Linked DNA regions of Sus scrofa: regions 2 and 3 are each linked to region 1. Evidence: chromatin contacts called from public Hi-C and HiChIP or PLAC-seq data. All regions are on one chromosome and are shown on one strand. Each heading gives the region's core, a stretch centred on a gene start, on an enhancer-like site or on the middle of the called end of the contact. The rest is flanking DNA. Distances are from core to core; before and after follow the strand shown. Region 1 holds the start of GTF2A1 (transcription initiation factor IIA subunit 1). Region 2 holds the start of CEP128 (centrosomal protein of 128 kDa). Region 3 has its middle 15 kb from the start of STON2.

Region 1 (3,635 bases), core at 433-2,932:
TAGGTTTTTTCCCCTTTTAAATTCAAGAACTATATTCAATTATTTCATAGGTCAGACCCAATCAGAGAATACCTGTCCTTATTCTCTTTAGGAATATTTCTGAGGGAAGTAAATCTCATATATTCTACCCCATGTCCTGTTTGCAGTGATCCTAGTTTTAACTGATGTCAAAACACTTGATCAATTTAGTTAAGAATACTAAGTGATAGGGAAGAAAAAGAGGTGAAAGGTGAGGGATTCCATGTACAAACAGTACTACTTAAATAAGGAGGTAAAAAGTCCTCTTAAAATGGTAAGAAATTAAAGACATGGGTTAATTTAACTTTTCGGGCCAATGGTCACTTGAATATTACATGAATTACAAATGGTGATGGAATCATAATTTTATATAATAGTATAGGACAATATGATTTCCTATGGTCTTATCTCTTTCAGTGTTCCCAAAGAGGCCACTGTGCAGGGAACTGAAAAGCAACTGATCTTTCTCAAATCTTCTTTCAGGAGCATAAGTTTGACATTTTGTTTTGCTTTGCTTTTTGAGGATCAACTCCCTCACTTGTCCAGACTGCATTCCATGTCACTCGCAATTCCTAGGGACAAGAAAATTAGGAACTGTTGAGTTCTGTCTTCTAAACAGAGTATTCCGTTTTGCGTGAAATGCTGATATAAAGGCGGGATTAGCTTGGGCAGAGCAGGTCAAACGCCTACTGAGTTGCCCTTGAATACATGGCCATTTTCTACCTGCTCTCTTGCAGCCATGAGAGTTGATGGGTCAAGGGCAAGTATTCAAGATGTTAGCACGTGCTGAACATATGGAATCACTGAATTTTTGCAACATTTAAAAAAAAAAAAAACCAGGAAAAGTTGTGCGGTCATAATCCAGGTGGTGACCTTTTTTGGGGGGTTAGTTTTAACATTTCTACCACCTTGAGAAGTTATTTGAAGTAAGTGGGCTTGGAGAGGCCGGGACTCTGGGGAACGGAAATTTAAAGAGACTTTGTAGTTGTACTGATGGAGACAGACAACTCTGCTGGCTTCAGGGATTATTAATTGTGGAATGTAATAATATGTAATAATTGTTGAATGTAGTAAGAGGGGAACCAAATCAGTTCCCTTTCAGGAACTCATACACAATTTTGCAAGCGAAAGGCCCACCCTCAGCAAGGCGTGCTAACGCTTCAGCAACTAGGAGTCTGACCTTAGCTCACGCTCGGAGATGACTCCGCACTTAAAACTTTTGCCGGAAGCCGGGCCACGTGACCCGCCCTTTTCCACAGCCATGCCTAGCGGGGCAGCCGCCAGAGCTCCTACATTTCCTAGCCCCTCCAGCGTGGGACAGCTCAGAATCTCCCGACAGGAGGCGGAATCAGCTAGGTTTCGACTCGAGCGTCGCCACAACTCACGCTTTTCTCCAACAGAGCTTTGCAAGTTCTTCATCCCAAAACAGCAGCCGGAGACTTCCGCCTGGTTGCCGACCACGTGATCACGCGACATTTGGGGAGACCGCGGTCGGACTTCCCTACTTAAGTCCCCGGGTCCCGCCCACACAACACCCTCCCCTGAGCGTGACGACGCGGCTCGCGGCGGCCTCCGCCCCGGCGCGCCTGCGCACGCGGCTCTCGCGGTGTCTTGCGCTCAGCCCCGCCCACCTCTGCCCCCGCCCTTTCCGCCCCTCCCTCCCCCTCCGCCCTGTCTCTCGGCGGCAGCGGCGGCAGCGGCGGCTCGCGCAGCTCGTTGGCTCACTATATAAAGGGAGAAGCGGGCGGACCGGACGGCTGGAGCTGCAGCCGGTGGCGGCAGCGGCGGCGCGGGGAGCGGCGACCAGTGGTGGTTTCCCTCCTTGGCGCGGGGTGGGGAGCGGGCAACGCCCCCCAAACCCCAGAAGGGTCGTGCCCTTTTTTTTTTTAAGGGCGATCCTCGAGTTTTTAGCTCCGGGAGGACTGCCCCCTCCTCTTCCTCCCCTCGCCGATCCCCTCTAATCCAGCAGGATCCGATTTTGTTTAAAATTCCCCCCCCAATTTTGCGGTGGCTTGGGTCACCCTCTGGGTGTTTTTTTTTTTTTTTTTCGTTTTGTTTTTATCTTGTTTTCTCGGGGCTTGCCCCCCTCTTGTTTGTGTTGTGTGTGGAAATGGCGAACTCGGCAAATACAAACACCGTGGTAAGGACGTGGTTCGGTGGCCGGCGGGGGCTTCGTTCAGGCGGCAGCAACGGCCGGACCGGGCGGGGGCGGGGACGGCGGCGACTCCCGGCCTCAACTCTCAGCTGCCCGCGCGGCTGCCGCCGCTGCCGCCGCCGCTTCCCGCCTCGGGCGGAGCGGGCCGGGGCGCGGGGCGGCGGGCGCGGGGGGGTGCCGAGGGCTCGGGGCCGCGGCGGCAGGGAGGGCGGGGGTGCCGGCGGGGCCTGGAACTGCCGCGGGGCGGTCCGGGCCGCTGAGGCGGTTGAGGCCGGGATGAGCGCGCGGCCCTGGCCCCAGACCCCATCCGCCAGGAGGGAGGGCGGGAGGGGAGCCTCCGCTTCCTCCCCGAAGCGGGTCCTGCCGCGCTGGCTGGAGAAGGGCTCTCCGAGCAGCCTCAAAACAAAAACCGTGTCTTGGGAACTGGGCGAATCCCCAAGACCCACCGCGATCCACTTTAACGCAGTGGAAGGCTAATGGCTACTTGGGGGTTACTTTGGGTGTTGTGGCGGGTTGTGCTTAGGAGGCTTCACTGGGGCCATTTTACGTTTAAGAAAAAAAAAAAAAAAAAAGGACGAAGGTTGAAAAGCACTTATCTCGGTTCCTTCCGAATCGGTAAAATGGCGAAGGGGAAGCAACCCCCCCCATCGTATCTTCGACTAGCAAAAACACCAAAACAAACAAAGCTTACAGTGGTCAAAGTGCCCCCACTTTCGCCTCGAAATTTGCCTACTTCTCACCGTTTGTCCCTTTTTTCTTACTTGCGATCACGTAGGTTTGCAAAAAGCAGTCACATAAATAACCTTTTCAGTCACCAACGCAATGTGATCACTAGTCCACCCCACTCTCTTATTTTTATTGTGACAATAAAACACGTTTTTGCCCGGTCCCAAATGCAGACAAGCCCGCGGCCGCCCGACTCCGTACCGTTGACGACTCGGGTCGATCCATCATGGCTGCGGCCGCTTACCCTGCCTTTCAGTCCCTGAGCCTTGTGGTCCTCCTCCCTTTGGCTGCCCTGTTTATATAGAGCCATTGCCGCTCTCTAATATAGACTCTGCCAGGATGGGAAGGTGCTTTTCAGGCCTACGTCACCGCCTCTCCATTTAAACACCAGATCCGGCTTTAAATAGTGAGAGCTGCTGAGAGCGGGGCTGGGAGGTGCGTGCTCTCGAGGCGAGAGGCAGGCGTGTGTAGAGCTCAATTTATTTCCAAGTCCTTTCGTACTCTAATTTCATACCCAATCGGGGCTGCTTTAGGAGCCCTAAGTTTTTGTTTTGATGCAGCAGCTGGGACTTAACCTTTGTTAGGGGAAAATAGAATTGCTGTCCCTTTTTATTTTGTGTTTTGTTTTTAAAGAGAATTTTAGCTTAGATGTCTTAATTGTTCCTGTATTGAGAAGATGCATGCATTATTTTTTTTTGTTTTTTGTTTGTTTTTGAAAAGCTTTAGGCATTACCTG
Region 2 (3,635 bases), core at 577-3,076, 250 kb after region 1:
AAGGGTCTTTTTAGGGCTGTACCTGTGGCATATGGAAGTTCCCAGGCTGGGGTGGAATTGGAGCTGTAGCTGCCAGCCTATGCCATAGGCACAGCAACACTAGATCTGAGCAACATCTGCAACCTACATCACAGCTCATGGCAATGCTGGATCCTTAACCCACTGGGCAAGGCCAGGGAGTGAACCCATGTCCTCATGGATACTAGTTGGGTTGGTTACCTCTGAGCCACAACAGGAATGCTGGTAGCCATTTTTCCTGCAGTTGGTTAGCTATCACTTCCTCTGAAGTTTCTTTTTTATGTCTATCCCCAGAGCCTATGTGATACTCTCACCTGAATTTGAAATATATATTTTTTTTAATAATTTCTCTCTCTCACTTGACTCTGAGCAACATGAGGGCAGAGATTATGTTGTTTATCTCCTCATTTTTACTGTACCTTCGGTGTCTTATACAATGGATTATAGAAAGATTCAGTATACATTTGCTGATTTAAATAAATACATTTTTTGGAAAAATTAAAATGTTAAAGAGTTATTATTATACTTCCACATGCATATTTGGAAAATTTAAGGCTGTTCTGAATTATCTTAATTTATGTATTAAGTGGAGTGTATTCTTGAATCACGTCTTTCAGCAAACAGCATGAAGATAGATGCAGATACACAGGGAGATCTTAAGAAGAATTATTTTATGTTCAAACTGAATATAAAATAAACTACTGCTCAGTGATGACTAGAGCAAATATCTGAATGATTCTAATACATTATTTATGATTTTTGTGTGTGTGTGTGTGTGTGTATGGCTGGGGGAGGAGGAGAGAAAGAGGGAAATAGAAAGGGAGAGTGTGAAGTGGGGAAAAGCTGAGAAGGGAGAGAACAGTTTTAAAAGGTTAGTCTCTGTGTTTGAAAGACTTAGAGTGTGGCAGAGGAGACCAACTGGGAAACAGATGATTACGGTACAAACTTATTAGAATAGGGAAACTGTGTAGTTTAAAAATGTGAGCTAGCTCTTCTTAAGGTAAAGCTTTCACAGATAAAGTAAAATTTGATTTTAGCCTTGAGGAAGAAAGAATCGATGGTCTTTTGGGGGGAGCAGAAAGAATGCTCCACCTAATTTAATTTTCACTTAGCTTTTGCAAAGTTCAATTATTTGTTTTATTTGAGGTTTTTGTTATTACCTTTTCAGGACTGAAACCACTTCTCTGAGTGGAGTGTGTCTCTCTCACGCTCTAGAAGGACCGAGGAGATGACAACCCTACACTGAAGGTAGCAGCAGCCATGAAGTGACAGCTTCATGTACTTTGTGTTTGCCATGAATGAGCTATGTGGTTTTAGGCGAGTCACTTACTCTTTCCGGGCCTAAAGGATTTGATTAGATAATCTTCTCTGTTCCTTTCCAGTTCTAAGAATTTATGAACCTTCAGAAAAAGACATTGTGCCCTGGTATTAGGGGATTTTTACATTTCGCTGCTGGAAATTTTTCCTGTTCCCCAAGGAGTAAAAGAAACATAATTTATGTTAGTATTGCAACTAATTTGAATTGTTATTGTTCACAAAGTAAATATTTTAGGCTTTTATGACTATGTTAGCGTCAGCTCTCTAATTCACTCTCTGGTGTTTGCCTCTTTAGAAGCAACTGGCCCTTTAAAAAAAAAAGAGCAGGGCAGGAGGGTGCGGCCGAGGGACTCAGGTGCCTGCAAATCCGGCTTCTTCCGGTTAAGTTAAGAGAAGGCCAGTCGTATGGCATCCTGGGAAATGCAGTTTCTCTTGGTGCCGATCTTCCTTAGTAACTCCTTGCTTTTGAGCATGAGGGACTACAACTCCCAGAGGGCCAAGCGGTAGCAGCGGGGCTCGGTACACTTGCTGCGGCTGGGCGGCTAGTTCAAGTTGCCATAGCTGCGAGTCTGAGGAGAGTTGAGTCGGTTGTGCCGCGGCGTCTGGTCAGTTACACCTTCTGGGTCGCTGGTGGACGCGGGAGCCCTGTGGGGCCTTGGCGATGATCCGGCATTAAGGGCCCGGGGTCCTCTTCTATCGCAGGTACCTGCCCCCAAACCGTCCCCTCGCCTTTTTTTTTTTTTTTTTTTTTAAACCACTTCCCTGTCTTATCGTAGATGTTAGGTTCCCGCTTCCCCTCTTCCCCGTGGTGGGGACGTCAGATCTACGCAGAGATTTGGGATAGGGCCCTGGGTGGGTGGTGTATGTGTAAAAGTTGGGGGAGATGGCGTGCCTGGCATCCCGGTGACCCCGCCCTTGGCGTGGATGTCCACAGTCAGGTCCTGGGCAGGTTAAACAGGGAATTTCAACTTGGTTGTCCTTTTTTGAGAGCAGCTTGTACTGCCGCTAGTAGCAGTAAAGCTTGAGCTGTCAAGGAGTTAGCCTCGTTCTTGCCACCCTCCTTACGTGTACTTTTGCCGGGCCTGCGATATAATTTGACGTTTTGTACCTGTTTTAGAATCGCAAAAATTTGCTACCCTTGGGAATGCTGTATCGGTGACTTGTCCTTCTTTTGACTATATGGCTGTTGCCCTAACGTCATCTGCTAACAATTCCTTGAATTATTTTGTAGGAACACCTGATACTGAATTCCAGCGACATCCTTTATTGGTTTGATGGCGCTTTGTCACTTTCACATAGGCTTTGTAGCCTTGTGCCAAGTATTATGTAAAATTTCTAATACAGGGCCTGGCCCATTGGAAGTGCTCAGTATTTATTTATTTTTAATTATGCAGACCTGTGCTGTAAAAACGTAGTGTGAGCCACACAGGCAAATTTAAATTTTCTAGTACCCACACTCAATAAGTAAAAAGAAGCTGGTGAAATTACTTTGTAAATAGTTTGGTACAATGTATCCAGAATGTTTTCATTTCAACATGTTGTCAATAAGAAACTTGAGACATTTTACATACTAAAAAACTTAGGAAAAAAAAAAAGGTACTAAGCAGTTGTGTGTAGTTTAAGTTTATAGCACACATCACTTCAAACTGACCAGATTTCAAAAGCTTATTAGCCACATATGGCTAGTGACCACTGTATTGGACAGCATAGATAGAAGATTAAATTTTTTGTAGTTTTATGTTTGCACAGATAAATTTGGGTGTGCCTATGACTCATGCGGTGAACTTTGCTGCTTTGTTAAGAGTGAAATTTGTATCAGACCTGTGTCCTCTCTGCCATTGCATGACTTGGGTCACTTTGAATTCTGTCTTGACTTGTTGATTAACAGAATACCTTTTTTTGTTGGAGTGGTTTATGGATGTTTTCCAGATCCACTTTTTATGTGGACAACTACCAGTTTACTGGATAACTTTCTGTGGATTCTTACAAACTGCTTTGAAAGTAGTCACAAAAAATGGAAAATATTTCTGTCCATAGCTCTGACAACCAAAGGCATTTTATTTTTACTTATTTAATTGCAATACTAACGTAAGAAGATCTGGGCAGTTATAAAATATTTCCTTTGGGTGTACTAGCACATAGTTCATTTACTGCCTTAGAAATACAATTGAGGGAGTTCCCATCATGGCACAGCAGAAACGAATCCGATTAGTATCCATGAGAATATTTGTTAGGTCCCTGTCCTCGATACTCTGTGGGTTGGGGATCCAGTGTTCCCGTGGGAGAGCTGTGGTGTAGGT
Region 3 (3,635 bases), core at 847-3,346, 200 kb before region 1:
AGCTTTTATGTACTAATGAAATTAACCTCTCGCTGTAAAATAAATGGCTGTGTCCTCCCAGTTTGATGGTTTGACAGTGGTCTTGGTGTTTTGAGTCATGCATACTTTTTGTTATTGTATAGTCAAGTTTATCAGTCTTTAACTTCGTGGATTCTGGAGCAATAATTCCAAGACTTTTTTTTCCTTTATAAATGTACATTTCCAACAAACAAAGAAAGGAAATCTTAGAAAACATGAAAACTGGTTAGGACTGGACCACGACACCTAGGTGCCCTGGGGAGGCTAATATTGAGATGCTTCAAGCTAATAGTTTAAATATTTTTTTCAAATTCCCTCAAAGGACAGGGTGGAAGGTGAGAAGGCAGCACGCTGTCCTGGGCAGCTTAGTTCTGACCCTGAACGTGTGTACCTCACACAGAAAAACAAATGCTCCATATTAAGGAGACCCAATCCCAAGGCAACTGGCAGCCAGCAGGGCTCCGGGAGCAGCCCTGGAGCAGCCCTTTTCCAGTCACTCTCCCTGAAAGAATTCTTGTAAGTGCAGTTTTCTTCATCTGCATGTAATTCGAGTTGTTCTGCATTTCGGTGTCATTTTCTTGCCCCTTATACCCTGAGGGTTCCCCCCAGCTGACCACAGCACCCCCCCACCCCCACCTGCTCTGTCCTGATGAACAAGAAAGACAGACAGACACAGGAAGCCAGCTTAGCCCTGCGAGGGCTGTGCAGAGGTGGCAATGCTTTGGGGGAGGAAATCAAGTCTGATGGGCAACATGAAAGGAAGCAGCTGGATGTGGCGAGGGAACTGGCCTTCTTGTCCCCAGGTGAGCTGCAAAAAGGAGTTGCAGAGGGACGGGAGCTATGAAAGCCTCATGTGTCCTCAGGGATAAAACACTGCTGTGTTAACCAGCCCTGAACCAGAAAAGACACATGTTGCAGTAGTGACACTGGGGTGCTTAAAGGGAAGAAAACTGAGTGACGGAGAGGGGGATAAACTTTTGACTGTGTATCCTGAACCATGGCATTGTGTTGCTTGTTCAAACATTAAATTAAGAAGTTCCCATCATGGCTCAGCTGTTAATGAACCCAAGTAGCATCCGTGAGGACCTGAGTTCAATCCCAGGTCTAGCTCAGTAGGTTAAGGATCTGGTGTTGCTGTGAGCTGTGGTGTAGGTTGCAGACATGGCTCAGATCTTGCGTTGCTGTGGCTGTGTTGTAGGCCAGTGGCTACAAGTCCGATTGGACCCCTAGCCTGGGAACCTCCATGTGCCGAGGGTGTGGCCCTTAAAAAAAAAAAAACAAAAAAACAAAAACCATTAAATTAAAAGTAAAAAAAAAAAAAAAATCTGGGAGTTCCCTGGTGGCCTAGGAGTTAAGGATCTAGCATTGTCACTGCTGCAGTTTGAGTTCGTTCCCTGACCTAAGAACATCTGCATGCCTCAGGCATGGCCAAAAAAAAAAATTAAAAATTTTGAAGCTAAGGTTAACATTTATGCTTTTCGGTGTATCTTCTTAAAATATAGGTACTAGCAAAATTAGTTGTTTTATTTTCATGCCACCAACAGAAGGATCCTCTCATTAGCAGAATTTAAGGACCTGAGAGAAGAGCAAGTGCCTCTGGCCTCCATGTTCTGTTTCTACAACATTGGACTCAGGTCTTGCCACCATGGGGTTTTCCATAACACCTGCTCAACGGGAAGAAAAAATTATGTGTGGAGCTTGAAGATGGAACTTCCCAGGCTCCACATTTCCTCTCTCCTCTTGAGTGCATGGGTAACTCCCTCAGAGCCCTGCGCCAATTCTCCCTGCTGTGGTTTCTACAACTTTTCACACCCGCCACAGTGGTTTCTACAACTTTTCACACCCGCCACAGTGGTTTCTACAACTTTTCACACCCGCCACAGTGACTTTGGTCCTGAGGCAAAGTGTTCTTGCCCAATTTGGTGAATATTCTGTGGCCAAAATTTCCCCCTAACGTTCCTGCCTTCAATGACTCATTTTCTAGCTGTGGAGAAATATGAACCAGCAAGGAGCCCTTAACATGTTCAGTTTTCTGGTCCCTTCTCCTTTTTGTCATGAAAGCTGTCACCCAGTGAGAGGAAGCTTCATTAAGCTCTGGTCTAAATTCAGTCATCAGATTGCCACCAACAAGTACTGAGTGAGTGCTGACTATGGACTCATGGATTCAGCCCTGGTTTGTCACTCCTGATAGAACCCAGGGCTTTAGACCAAAAGCCACTGCCAGGGCATTCAGGTGGTGATTAACAGAATCATGGAGATAAATCAAAAAACCACAGAGGGTCACTGACACTCTTTTCATAGGATGTGGAAGCACTGTGACAATGGTATCATGTCCACAGTGGTTAGCAGTCAACGGTGGTGCTGTCGTGGTTCTGGTATAGTATTTTCACCATTTGTTCATAATATTCAATTTTTTAAAATGGGCAAACCCACAGTATATAGAAGCTTCCAGGCCAGGGACTGAATTCATGCTGCAGCTAAGGCAATTTTTGCCAGATCTTTTAACCCACCATTCCAGCCAGGTATCAAACCCATGCCTCTGCCATGACCTGAACCACTGCAGTTGGATTCTTTTTTTGTCTTTTTAGGGCTGCACCTGCAGCATATGGAGGTTCCCAGGCTAGGGGTTAAATCAGAGCTGTAGCTGCTGGCCTACGCCACAGCCATAGCAACACCAGATCTGAGCCGCGTCTTCAACCTACACCACAGCTCATGGCAATGCTAGATCCTTAACCCACTGAGCAAGGACAGGAATTGAACCTATGTCCTCATGGATACTAGTCAGATTCACTTCCACTGAGCCATGACGGAAACTCCTGCCGTTGGACTCTTATCCTACTGTGCGATGGGAGGAACTCCAAAATTCAATTTTTTTTTAATGCTTGCAAATATCTTCAAAGATAACCCACTGCTGCCACCTTAAGTTTGGTCAATGTAGCCTGACCAAGAACGGGGATGAAATCTGAAGATCCATGTGTGAATGGAGGGATGTGACCCTTCCTGTTGAGATGATGTGGTGAGTGGGTGTTGTGGTGGTTCAGGAGCACAGGGCCGAAAGGAAGGGTGGGATCATAGGGGTTCTGGAGGGGCCACAGAGTTAGAGGGTAGCTGACCTCTAGGGTGTCTTCAGGGGTGATGGAGGACCCAGTCGCCCAAGCCAGCCTGCTGCAATCCTGGATAATGACTGAAGGGCATTCCATGTGGGGCTCCGACGCTTGAAGCCATTTCATTTTCTTCATGAAGGGCCTCTCTACATCCTCACCTAATCGTTGGTGGTCCAAACACTTCGAGATAACCAAATTGTAGCAAAACTTTTTCCAAAGACAATTTTGACCACATTAGTTGTCGTTGTCATTTTGCCCTTCCAGGGAAAAGCAAGTGAAAGTCTTCCATTCCTTGGATGCTTATGAGAACTTGTTCAGATTTCCAAACTGAAGCAAAATTAAATTAAAATGTATGTATTATCTTTTAGATTTATTCTGGAAATAGTAAAAAAAGAATTTATCTTTAGGGTCTGGGATAGGTCTCAGAATCACACAAAAGCTAAAGCACTACTGTTCTAACTGATTGAAACTGTTAGTCCAACTTTTGGAGGTGATTCAAATCTCTGGGCTGAC

Evidence for each region. Hi-C and Micro-C count contacts between places; a contact is called where the count stands out from the background. HiChIP or PLAC-seq counts read pairs in DNA pulled down with a chosen protein or histone mark.
Region 2: a Hi-C map of liver shows a contact between it and region 1, with 6 times the contacts expected there. The contact joins the promoter of CEP128 here to the promoter of GTF2A1 in region 1. A contact is called at or near these places in 3 of 5 promoter capture datasets (fetal liver, fetal skeletal muscle and liver), 15 of 47 Hi-C or Micro-C datasets (adipose tissue, alveolar macrophages, embryonic fibroblasts and 8 more) and 2 of 2 datasets of contacts at active chromatin or transcription factors (alveolar macrophages and skeletal muscle).
Region 3: an H3K27ac HiChIP or PLAC-seq map of alveolar macrophages shows a contact between it and region 1, with 13 times the contacts expected there. The contact joins the enhancer-like site here to the promoter of GTF2A1 in region 1. A contact is called at or near these places in 2 of 5 promoter capture datasets (both in liver), 5 of 47 Hi-C or Micro-C datasets (adipocytes, embryonic fibroblasts, fibroblasts and 2 more) and 2 of 2 datasets of contacts at active chromatin or transcription factors (alveolar macrophages and skeletal muscle).

Annotation. Positions count from the first base shown.
Region 1 is chr7:104,007,365-104,010,999 of Sscrofa11.1, reverse strand. GTF2A1 (transcription initiation factor IIA subunit 1) reads left to right here and starts at 1,682. Exons shown (of 9, transcript XM_021099583.1): 1 at 1,682-2,158. The coding sequence starts at 2,129. It overlaps LOC110261640 (a long non-coding RNA gene), which reads right to left and starts at 3,187. Exons shown (of 4, transcript XR_002346024.1): 1 at 3,101-3,187.
Region 2 is chr7:103,758,514-103,762,148 of Sscrofa11.1, reverse strand. It overlaps CEP128 (centrosomal protein of 128 kDa), which reads left to right and starts at 1,826. Exons shown (of 27, transcript XM_021099567.1): 1 at 1,826-2,037.
Region 3 is chr7:104,203,097-104,206,731 of Sscrofa11.1, reverse strand. No RefSeq gene overlaps it. Among named protein-coding and RNA genes, the nearest start is that of STON2, 15 kb to the right of the region's middle. Within about 2 kb of position 2,096, at least 2 of the 83 cell types and tissues checked have an H3K27ac peak or open chromatin away from gene starts, as enhancers often do. A contact at or near this core is called in alveolar macrophages, where this site is marked.